Linked DNA regions of Mus musculus: all the other regions are linked to region 4. A link is a contact called in public ChIA-PET and promoter capture Hi-C data. All regions are on one chromosome and are shown on one strand. Each heading gives the region's core, a stretch centred on a gene start, on an enhancer-like site or on the middle of the called end of the contact. The rest is flanking DNA. Distances are from core to core; before and after follow the strand shown. Region 1 holds the start of Septin6 (septin 6). Region 2 has its middle 41 kb from the start of Gm14569. Region 3 holds the start of Nkrf (NF-kappaB repressing factor). Region 4 holds the start of Slc25a43 (solute carrier family 25, member 43).

Evidence for each region. Promoter capture Hi-C pulls out the DNA fragments that hold promoters and counts their contacts. ChIA-PET counts read pairs in DNA pulled down with a chosen protein or histone mark. Capture Hi-C pulls out chosen DNA fragments and counts their contacts.
Region 1: an RNA polymerase II ChIA-PET map of memory CD8 T cells shows a contact between it and region 4, with 8 read pairs. The contact joins the promoter of Septin6 here to the promoter of Slc25a43 in region 4. A contact is called at or near these places in 2 of 39 promoter capture datasets (embryonic stem cells and liver), 1 of 115 datasets of contacts at active chromatin or transcription factors (memory CD8 T cells) and 1 of 9 other capture datasets (liver).
Region 2: a promoter capture Hi-C map of liver shows a contact between it and region 4, with 4 times the contacts expected there. The contact joins the enhancer-like site here to the promoter of Slc25a43 in region 4. A contact is called at or near these places in 5 of 39 promoter capture datasets (the 3T3-L1 cell line, HPC-7-derived erythroid cells, hippocampal neurons and 1 more) and 3 of 484 Hi-C or Micro-C datasets (liver and ventricular fibroblasts).
Region 3: a contact with region 4 is called in a promoter capture Hi-C map of adipose tissue. The contact joins the promoter of Nkrf here to the promoter of Slc25a43 in region 4. A contact is called at or near these places in 6 of 39 promoter capture datasets (the C10 cell line, embryonic stem cells, hematopoietic stem and progenitor cells and 3 more), 18 of 484 Hi-C or Micro-C datasets (B cells, the Ba/F3 cell line, CD8 T cells and 14 more), 6 of 115 datasets of contacts at active chromatin or transcription factors (bone marrow-derived dendritic cells, embryonic stem cells and microglia) and 3 of 9 other capture datasets (adipose tissue, liver and pancreatic islet).

What each region holds. Positions count from the first base shown.
Region 1 is chrX:36,988,370-36,991,069 of GRCm38.p6, reverse strand. It overlaps Septin6 (septin 6), which reads left to right and starts at 1,375. Exons shown (of 10, transcript NM_019942.5): 1 at 1,375-1,691. The coding sequence starts at 1,662.
Region 2 is chrX:36,532,685-36,535,421 of GRCm38.p6, reverse strand. No RefSeq gene overlaps it. Among named protein-coding and RNA genes, the nearest start is that of Gm14569, 41 kb to the right of the region's middle. Within about 2 kb of position 1,466, at least 3 of the 459 cell types and tissues checked have an H3K27ac peak or open chromatin away from gene starts, as enhancers often do. A contact at or near this core is called in liver, where this site is marked.
Region 3 is chrX:36,902,138-36,904,837 of GRCm38.p6, reverse strand. It overlaps Nkrf (NF-kappaB repressing factor), which reads left to right and starts at 1,373. Exons shown (of 3, transcript NM_029891.3): 1 at 1,373-2,102. The coding sequence starts at 1,837.
Region 4 is chrX:36,742,250-36,744,949 of GRCm38.p6, reverse strand. It overlaps Slc25a43 (solute carrier family 25, member 43), which reads right to left and starts at 1,318. Exons shown (of 5, transcript NM_001085497.2): 1 at 932-1,318. The coding sequence starts at 1,206.

The sequences.
Region 1 (2,700 bases), core at 126-2,625, 250 kb before region 4:
GTTCCAGGCTCTTCTCTTTTAGCCCACTCTCTTGAGTATCTAGAACATTGATGAAACAGGGATCACTTAATGGGATCCTGCTTTCAGCACTGGGGACACGTTTCAGAGAGTCCTTGTGCTCAGGATGTAGAGGTTACTTGAAGAGTCCCCGAGAGAACACGAGAAGCATTCACTGCTGGGTGCAGTGCAGGACCAGGGCAGTTCTATTGTAGACACTTTGGTTCCCTGCTTCTGCTCTCCCTATACTTTCTAGGCCTGGTCTTTGTGTGAGATCCCTCTCCCTGGTTCTTTCTTGTTTTCTGCTGTCCCCTCCTCAGGAGAGAGACCTAAGATCCTATCGTTCTGAAGTGGGGGCCTCCTGGGCCTTTGAGAAACCATATCTCACCAAGTTCATCAATCATACGGAGCCAACAAAAAAGCCAATCCCAAGACAGAGAGAGAGAGAAGAGGAGAGGGGTGGACTCCAAGGCTAGGGAGGTGGGAAGCATGCCAGGAAGAGGGCCACCAATGGCAGTTGTCTGGGAGGAAAAGGAGAGCAGGCAGGCATCTTTCTAGCCTTTGGATGTTATGAGCTGTCCCAGGTCAGCCATATGGTCCTGGGATGAATAAGTATTGAGGAACGATTGGAACTGGACAGAATGATTACCCCTCCTGTATCTGCATCTGCCTCAACAGAGCTAGAGACCTTCAGTTCCCATTCTTAGACTCCCTTCTGGCTTCTAACCTAAAAGGTGGGATGTTCTGCATCCCTGTTCGCCCTGTTCATACTGAGAGGAGGGACCAGAGTGGGACCAGTGACGTCAGTTTCTATTTGGTACAGTAGTGGAGAGCTGGGCTCCTACTGCACCTCAGGACAGGAGCGATGTCCTCCACAAGTCCCAGCTCAGTTGTGGGGCTGCACTGCAGCTCCCCAGTTAATGCTCCATTTCTAAGCTGTAATGTGGTGGCGCTGCAGGTGCTGCAACCCCTGTCCTGCCACCGCCCCTCCCCAACCCAAGGAGATAACAGGATTAGTTAGGGTAGACTACGGGAAAGCACTGACACTCCAGAGACCAATGCTCCCACCCAGGCACCCAGGGTTCTCAGTTGGGAGCACAAGAGGTTATGGGGGCTGGGAAAAGAAAGCGGACTGCAGATCTCAGCCTAGGAGCAAAGAGTAGGAGGGGGAGGAGCCAGGACACCCTTCCAGCCTCAGGTCTGGGGGCTCAGGGATGTAAAGGAAAACAGGGTGTGTGTGTGTGTGTGTGTGTGTGTGTGTGTGTGTGTGTGTGTGACAATTCAGCAGAGGTCGGGACGTACCACGGAGCCCAGTAGCGGCAGGGAGGGGGGGGGGCGGAGGACGTGGTCACCGAGGGGAGCCCCCGCCCCCTTCACAGAGGCCGAGACTCGGGTTGCAGAGAGAACTGGAACTGGGCTCGCCCTAGGGGAAGGCAGCGCGGCCAATCCGTCCCCTCCCCACACCTACTCTGAGGGGGTGGGTGATAGAGGAGAGGTTGGGGTTGGAGCAGCGGTGAGGGGGCCCCTCCCTGGCACCTCCCTCCACCAGACTTGGTCGCGCCCGAAGTGTAACACTTTCTCTTTGTCGGAGGAGCTCTTCTGTTTCCTGTGCAGCAGCTCCCGTTGCGGAGGCACCCGAAGCAGCCCTGGCGGACCAAGGAGCGATGGCAGCGGCCGATATAGCTCGCCAGGTGGTGAGTGTAGGGCTTGGATACCAGTCCCCGGGCTAGGGGTTGAGGGTGTGGGGCTGGGGACGGCCGAGCAGACTTGGTTGCGGCTCGACTACCACCACTACCACGAGGAGGGCAATGGGGTAGCATCCAGGAGCAAAGAGGCAAGGCGGGACTTTTTGCTCCTGGGGTCAGCGGCTCAGTCTACTCTCCCCGCAGCATGTCCTGGAGACCTGTGTTGGCGGGAGGGTGGGGGGGCGGGAGGGTTGGAGAAGCATACTGGCGGGCAGCTGAACTTGCATCGCCGGAGAGAGCTGCAGTGAGCGCCTCCGCCTCCCTTGCTGCAGCTGCGGCCCCGCCGCTGGGGCGTTGCCGAATGAATGGCAGCATGGGTCTGGAGCCCTCCGGGGCCCCTGTCCTCTTAGCTTGGGAGCGCCCCTGCCACAGCTGCCTGCTGGGACTCCAGCTTGCTCAGATAGAGGGGCGCGGAGCTGGGGGGTAGCCCGGGACCTAAGGCAGAGTGTGGTGAGGGGGGCGGGGAGGTGACTAGCTGGAGTAGGGTTTCTCCATATGCATTATATACGTGACTGCGTCTGTATGGGTATCAGCGTGTGCGCATATATGTGCATGCGCGCCCTCCTGCCTTCCCCGTGGCAGGGTTATGTGACCCTAAATGAGTTGGCCTGTTTCTGTGTGCTCACCTCTACGGTGTGTGTCCCTGTGTTCCAATGCTGTGTCCACTTGTGCTGTGTCCCACGGGGTCCCATTTGTGTATCTGTGGAAGGGAGGGAGGGATGCAGTTTATCCCAGCCTGTAGGTGGCTGGTTGGGTATTTTGGCACGTTCCTGGACGGTTCCCTGAGCGTCGGTCTTGGGTTCAGTGTACATGGGTTTATATGCTAAAACCTGTGGCGCTAACATCTTTCTGTAGAGACCAACGAGAACAGTGTGAGACTTGCAGAAGCAGTGTTCTCTCTTTCGGTAGCGATCAACTCTGGAGGAAAAAAAAAATCATCTTAAAAAACTAAAGTTTT
Region 2 (2,737 bases), core at 217-2,716, 210 kb after region 4:
CAAGAGTGAAATTAGAAGTGCATAGTCCACTGGTCAACTTAAAGAATGAGCCATTGGTAATATATTTATAACTCTTGGAACATTTAATCCAGCTTGTGTAATTTCTAGAGTGTTCCACACAAATTGCATCAGGAGCTCTTAATATTGATGACACAATTCAGTTCCATAAGGAACTTTTGGAGGCCTTTGAAACTATTTGTTTACTGTTAGTTTTAGTTTTCACATTTAGGACATTTTATTCACTGTATATTTCTCACTATGGTGTGTGTGTTTAATTTGAGAATTAAATGAGGGGGGCTAGAGATGTCCCTCCAACTTTTATTTTGATAAAAATGTTCTTTATTATTCCATTAGATTTGCCAGAAAAAAATCTTGTGATAATAGGGCCTCCCCACACTCTGTATTTAGAGATTCTCTCCTTTCATGTTTTACAACTATAATAAAACAAACAAAATAAAACAAAAAGCTGGTAAAATGTGGCCAAAAATAAAAACACAAGGGGGAAAAAAACAAAATCAAAGATGAAACACTGATGTGCATGATATAAATGGGGGATAAGGTCAGACAGAATTGTGGAATTTTGGCTTTCTTTTGCTGCTGATAATCATTGAGCCCAGCTCGCACAAATTTAGGATGACTGGAATGTCTCCATTTCAGTAGCTTCCCTTTCTTGTGTACTAGGGACCTCTGGTGGCCACACTCAGTTTTGCAATCTTCGGGCTGGGCAGGTTTGCTCACCCCTCCCAGATTCCCCCAGACAATATGCCTTAGGTTCTATCAGCCAGCAGTTAGCAGTGGTTCTCAATCTGTGAGCTGTGACCCCCTTTCGGGGGTGGGGGGTGTCAAACGACCTTTTCACAGGTGTTGAATATCAAATATGCTGCATATCAGATATTTATGTTACTATTCCTAACAGTAGCAAAATTATAGTTATATAATTTAAGTAGTAATGAAAATAATTTTGTGGTTGGGGGGGGGTCCCCAGAGCATTAACTGTATTGAAGGGTTGTAGCAACCACTGCTAGCTGAAGAAGGGTTTACAAGTTTATTGACAGTACTGAGATCAGTACAGGTGGAACACTTACCTTGCCTTTCCAGACCACCTAAGAACTGATCACCCTGCATGAGGGATCCAGGTGAAGACGCCATGGATTCTGCTAGAATTTCAGGGTTCTTAGACTCTATAGGCTTCCAGAGGTTGATCCATCTGCTTACACCAGGCTCAGGACTGCCAAAATCTACAACTCTTCTCTCTGGTGATAAAGTCTGTTCCTTAGCTACCAAGGACACGAGTATGTTTCCCTGTGTACTTTTCTGCTTGAACCAAGCAAGCCTCCTGGTTTTTAGATTGGCAGCGTCAGGCTCTTCTTTCCCCAACTGTTCCTCAGATTTGTCTCCCAACCTGAGGCTGTGGCAGCACCTCCCCACATTCGTCTTGTGACTGTATTGCATAATTTCTTTCTGGACACACATGTGCACTTTGCACTGTGCGTGTGTGCATACCAGACAATACTAACTAGTCCACTGTGAAACACTTGGGCTCAGATTAAAGGCTATATGGTATGCTGTAAATTACAGTGTTTTTTTTTTTTTACTGTATATATAAAGTTTTCTGGTGTTGTAGAAGTATAATGGTTTAATTGTGGTTATTAAAGGCTTTTTAATATGTATTATAGTGCTTGACTTTTAATTGCTTTTGAATTGCAGACTTGAGTTTTATGAACTAATCATATTAAGTGAATTTGGGCTCGAGATAGGACAGAATTTGCAACAGCTCTTGAGATCAGCATGATATGGTTATAGATAAGAGTGGTTCAAATAGCTTCTAAAATGGCCCGAAACAGTCTTCTTTCAATTTTTAGCATTTAAATATGTATATATGCAAAGTCCTGTTCTCAGCATTAATGGTTATAAAATAAAAATATGAATCAACTCATCAACTGAGTCATCTCTCCAGCCCCCTGTAATGATTTTTTTTTTTGTTTTAAGACCAAGAATTCTGGAGCTTTCTTGCAGTCTTGTTTGTTTAGCTAGCTCCTTATTAATAAAGGCGGAGGCATGGGTGTAGGTGCAGATAACAGCCAAGGCTGCTGGCTCAGGCTTGTGATCCCAACTCCTCTGCAGGCTGAGGTAGGACAATTGTGAACTCCAAGGTAGCCTAGGCAAACTAGTGGGACTCTATCTCAAAACAAAACATAAAGAGGGATAGAGCTCTGGCTGAGCAGGCATCAGGTCTTAAACTCAATTCCCAGGATCACAAAACAGCAACTTTTTTTTTTTTTAAGAAGCAGACCATAGTTTTCTCCTTGTGATACTGTTGACTGGTTAGCTTTCAGGAGGCATCTCTTAAAGGATGGGACTGGTTAAAAATCTCTTCATGAACTTCTTGACAGAAACTGTAGTTAAAGAAATAAACAAAATTTATTATGAACTTAATAGGAGAATAAACTAGGAGTGGGCTTGAAGCCCCCTTTTCTCCATTTGATGGAAACTCAATACTGAAGTAGGCCTTGAAAGAGAGGAGAAATAGCATGCAAATCATAAGTACAGATTCACTGGTGTACACTCAGGTGTGCCTGGGATGTTGGTACATTGATAACCATCCCTGGGTAGGACTGGAAAGGGCCACCAGACTCTAGCCATCCCCCCTCTTGTTTGGTTTATATCAAGGTGAAATTGAAGTAAAAATGTACATCATGGGCAAAGAAGGCCTAGGAGATCCTACTCACTAGGTGGA
Region 3 (2,700 bases), core at 124-2,623, 160 kb before region 4:
TTGTTTTAACGTTTTTCTTTCTCAATTTTTTATTAGAAGATTTAAAAGACGCAGTGCTAACTTGTGAAAGATGTCAAGACCTAAATTAAAATGACACCATTGAGTGGAAATAGTTACATGTGTAGAAATGTGCAAAACCAGAATATAATATACGCTACAACATTAATCAGCAGTGGATATACACCTAGAAGGAAATTTGAACAGCAGTTCTCAAGAAAACATAATTAAGAATTTACAGCTTTTCGTAATAATTAGGTGTGGACCCATTCAATAATGAGTTTTGGTATTTTTAATAAAGCATAGATACTGTTATTGAGATTTAATTGTAGGGCAATTTTTCCAGTGAAGTAATTCTCTCCCTCTCATGCATCCCTTCCTGTTTTCCTAGCATCTGTCCTCCCTTACTCCCACAGACACACATAAACACAAATTAGAAGCTACATTTGTTATTCTTGTCAATCCGCAAGTTGAGCATAGATCAGAATCTGTATTCCAAGTATCCAAGAGGCCAGGCTAAGTTCGAAGCTAGCCTCCCTTTTTCGTTAAAGTTGAGGGTAATACTGCTAGTGTAAGTGTTAAATCTATGCGGGGTTCATTCTCATTACCATGGTTGCCATCTGTATAATGATTTGTCCATTATTCTGCCCAGCGGCTATTAACTAGTCTTTTGGGTCTTTAGTAAACTGAAATAAAAATACATGATGATACGCTTTGTAATCTCAACACTTGGAAGGTTCAGGCAGTAAGACAGACGTTCACGATCACTCTTAGTTGTACTGTGAGTTGGAAGGTAGCCTGGGCTGCAGTTGAAAAACAAAACCATGTGCCGTGTGTGTGTGTGTGTGTGTGTGTGTGTGTGTGTGTTTTGACTCGACAGACAATACAGAATTGTCTGTAACCATGATCAGAAAAATGTAAGAGGGTCAGCTAGAGAAGTGTTGCTGTTATTTTCTTTGCAAATGTCGCCTTTTCAACCACACTTTCACAAGCAACTCCAAAGCTGATGCTGAAAGACGCATTGTTTTTTTTTTTCAAGCTATTCTCTGAAGAGGCATCTCAGAGCTAACAGAAAAAAAACATGCCACATCCCCTTGAAACCCAAACCCCTTTCCAAGGACACAGCTAGAGCATAATGCCAGGCATCACAGCCAACTAATCACCTGAGGGCACCTTCCAGGGACTTAACGGAATCATCAAATTCTAGAACCCCACTGAAGCCCCGAGAGTCCCCTACCAGGAGTCTCCGCCCTTCTGCCAGTCAGCAGAGTGCGTCAATGAAGAGTGACGTCAGAGGAAGGGAAAAATGCCCATCGCGCGAGATTTCGCGCGGGACTTTGAAGTTGGAGACCGGTTGCGGCTCATGCGCTGTGGCCTCACAACCTCAGGGTGGCACGCGGGGAGGTAGGGTGAGAGACCCGAGCCGGGGAGCGCAGCGTGCTGGTGCTTCTCCTCCTTCTTTTCTTCTTCTTTTTATTTTTTTTTTTTATTCTTGCCGCTACTCTCTCAGTGTGTGGGTCCCAGGGTCCGCAGAGGTGCTGTGTGGCAGGGCCCAAGTCCGCTGCCTAGTGTGCCCCATATATAAGGAAGCCCTCACGTCCCCACATTAGTTGGAGCCGTGCGGCTGGCGTGGCGACAACGACCATTGACCCCCCATCCCCGTTTCTCTGTAAGCGTAGCCCCCGCCCCCCCCAGGCACATACCCCCAGCCCCCCCAGTCTCAGCCCTGAGCGTCCCTCACACACAGGTTGCCCCCCCCCAACCCCAGCCGCCTCGCTTGCCCCCGGCCAGTTGGTAGGCATCGTCCCCGGGGGCCGTCCCCACTCTGAAGCAGAGAAGATGGCTGGAGGACGTCTGTTGCTGGGGGGCGACTTCCTGTCGCCGCCGCCGCTGCCCCCCCTCCCGCCGCCGCCGCTGCCGCCCCTCCCGCCGCCCCCGCCTGAGCCAGTGCTGGAGCAGTGGCGCTATAGCCACGAAAGTGACTGGCAGTGGGCTCTGCGGCGGAGCTTCATCTGCCGGCACCTGCACAGCTATCCCGGGGCTGCCCTGGACCAGCTCCTCGCGCTCTCCGCCGCCTGGACAAACCACGTTTTCCTGGGCTGCAGGTGAGGATGGTGTTGGGAGGTTGAGTTAGGGACAGGGTGGGAGATGGGTGATGCGGGTCGGCTGAGTGATGGAGGTGAAGAACAGATGACGGATGGTGGAGTTTGGGTTATGGACAGACCAAGGCAAGGAGAGAGTCAGTAAAGGTGGTCCAGATGGGAACCGGGGCAGGATGCGGATTATGGCTTGGAGGCTTAAGATTTGAAATTTTGCTAGAGGACATGGAGACGCTTCACTAGTCGTTGCGGGGTGGGGTGGGCGATCGCGGTTGCAGGCGATGACATGACAGCCCATGAGGGCACAGAGATGCCCCTCCAGGACCAGAGATGGAGATAAAGTAGATCCTGGAAGAGGGTCATTGAGAGGTAGTCGTTGCGATTGGTGATAAAGAGCAGAACCTCAGACCCGCATAGGGGCTTCCAAGGATGCGACATCTGCAGAGGCTATTTGATGGAGCTTCCGAGGGGAAGACAAGGAACTCCGCAGTTCTAATCCTAGTCTCCAGACCACTCTCTTCTTCTACCTCCATGAAATAAAGCAACCCCCTCTCCTTGCAGCCCCCCAGCCAGGTCTTATCATCTTCTCCTGGGGAGGCGGTAT
Region 4 (2,700 bases), core at 69-2,568:
ACTTCCTTTTTTAGGCTTCCTTTCTAGCTCCCATGCAAACATCCTTGAGCTCTTTTTAAGGTCACTCCCTTGCATCTTTAGCTCTTATTCTCGCAGCAGTGGTTGATGTGGGAGAAGGTGAGAAACCGCCGCCGCAGGATGGCAGCTGGGAGTGGGGGAAACATTAGGCTGAGGAGACAAGTCCCTGCTGGAGAAAGGATGCTGCAGACCCTGTTGGATCCTAAAGCCAAGTTAGGCTGAGATTGGAGATGGGGATGGTGGACAGAACTCTTTTTGAGGCAAGAGACTGGTCCTTCTTCCTGTACTACCCACTTACTCCTTAGGACACTGGTCTCACTTTTTACACACCATCAAGAGTGTTCTCTCCTGCCGGGCGTGGTGGCGCACGCCTTTAATCCCAGCACTCCGGAGGCAGAGGCAGGCGGATTTCTGAGTTCGAGGCCAGCCTGGTCTACAGAGTGAGTTTCAGGATAGCCAGAGCTATACAGAGAAACCCTGTCTCAAGAAACAAACAAACAAACAAACAAAAAAAACAAACAAAAAAAAGAGAGCGTTCTCTCCTAAGCCAGAAAAGCAAACATTTTCAAGTTACTAGACGTTGGGAATGGATAGACCTTATCGCCATGGGAAGCCTTTTTGTTTCTTTACCCCCAGATATCATTTGCTAATTCTGCCTCCTCCCAGAAAGACTCAAGAGGTCACAAAACTGCAGTTCACAGGGCAAGAATCTCAAGAGCATGTGAAAAACTGCTACTGTACCCTAGGGGCCACACATATGGCCTTGTAGCCCCCTCCCAAGGCCAGCCTCCACCCCCACCCGACTCCCATCCGGTTTTACAGAGGAAGGGAAACTGAGACTTCTTAGGATTCATCAGGGTGGCAGCTTTGCCATTCCAGTCCGATCTCCCGACCCCTCCCACCGGGCTCTTACTTTCGGTAGGCGGCCAGCTGTACCATGCTGCAGGGGAAGAGGCGCAGGCAGGCCACGCCATTCCCTTTCCACAGGGCCCTTGGCCCCTCGGACAGCCACACCCGGCGTCCGGTGGCCCACAGCCCCAGGGAGTGGCTTTGCACCTTGCCGACTTGGGCCAGCACAGTGGCAAGCTCCAGGGGCGCGGTGAGGCTGAGGCTGAACGCCCCGGCCAGCCCCGCACACAGGAGCCGCTGGCTGCCGGTTAACCGGCCATCCCGTCTCCACGTAGCCATCCTGACCCAGGCCCGTGCCGGCCACCTCGTGGCTGGTGCCCTGGGCTCGCGGGGGCAGTTAGAGCAGTCCGGCCAGGCCCCGCCCGGCGTGGGGCGGACTTGGGAGATGAACTGGGGAAGTCAGGCTCACACCCGAGCAGCGCCTCAGGGATAGGGTGGGATCAAAGGCGACTCTCTCAGGTATCTGAGGCATGCTCAGTTAGTGTGTGTTTGCAATGCAATAGGCAAGACCGAGGCTTCCATTTCCTGTTCTTTCTGGGCCTAGCCAGCATCACGTTTTTCTTAGGTATTCCCTTAGGTACTTTGCTTCTTCTGGGTCCCTTTTCACATTCTATGTCATCCCCCTTCGCCTGTCTATCTTCTCTTCCATAGGCTTCTTTTATTTTAAATCCAGAGTGCAGAAAAGACAGACCTTGAATAACAACCTGCTGCTACCTAGTAGACAACTTGTTAGAGCCTCCTTTTCAGAGACTATAGGTGTGCTTAAGGCTTTGGAACCTTACCTGCCTTAGAATCCTTAGCTCTGCAGATGACATGTCATAGGAGGGTAGGGAAGTCGATTGCTCACTTTGTGTCCCAGTTGCTTCACCTGTACTATGAAGATGGTACTTTCGAGGATTAAATGAAAATTTAATAAATGAAAATTTAATTTATAAAGATGAAATGAATAGTGGCTGGAAGAAGTAACCAGTCTGTATGTGGTGCTTATGAGGGTATGACTAGCTGCTGCCGTAGAGAAGAGGAAACTAAGACACGGAGACACTTGCTCAAGCCTGAGTGTTCACTACCTCGCAGAATCGGGGTTCCTATGTAGGTCAATGTTAGACCTAATAAGGGCCACACCCAAGGATTGCATAGTGGCAGTAGTACATACATTCAGTGATTCTGTTAGGTAAGGGTTAGGACAATATAGGTAAAAAGGTGATAACTGTGGCTTTGCCAGAATCTAAGAAGGATTTAAAAATATTAACAACTTTCCAATTTTATTTCTGTTTTTTTTAAAGGGCTCAACAATGATAATTACAAGGAAAGAGACAGCTAGCAAACGCACTGTTAGCATAAGACATCCCAAATTTGCATCTTATTTTCTATATTGATTCTCATGTTGCTAATGGAACCTTTTCAAGCTAAGCACATCCATCCAATCTGGCACACACTAATTGTACATTTTCATGGGATACAATATGATATCAGAACACATGTCCCAGCAATTTCAGGTTCTTGGTGGCTCATCTCACTACTGAAAAAATGGGGGAGATGGCTCAGTAGGTAATGTGCTTGATAGGCAAGCAAGAGGACCTCTAGCATCCATGTAATAGTTGGGCACAGTGGTCCATGTCTTTCTGAAATAGTGAACTCCAGGTTTGGTAAGAGAACTTGCCTCAGAAATTAAGCTGGCAGTGTCAGAGGGATGGGGGAGAAGACTGGAAAGAGAAAATGACAGAATGAAACCAACTACTGTGCATGCTAATTTTAAATTTAGAATAAATAAGT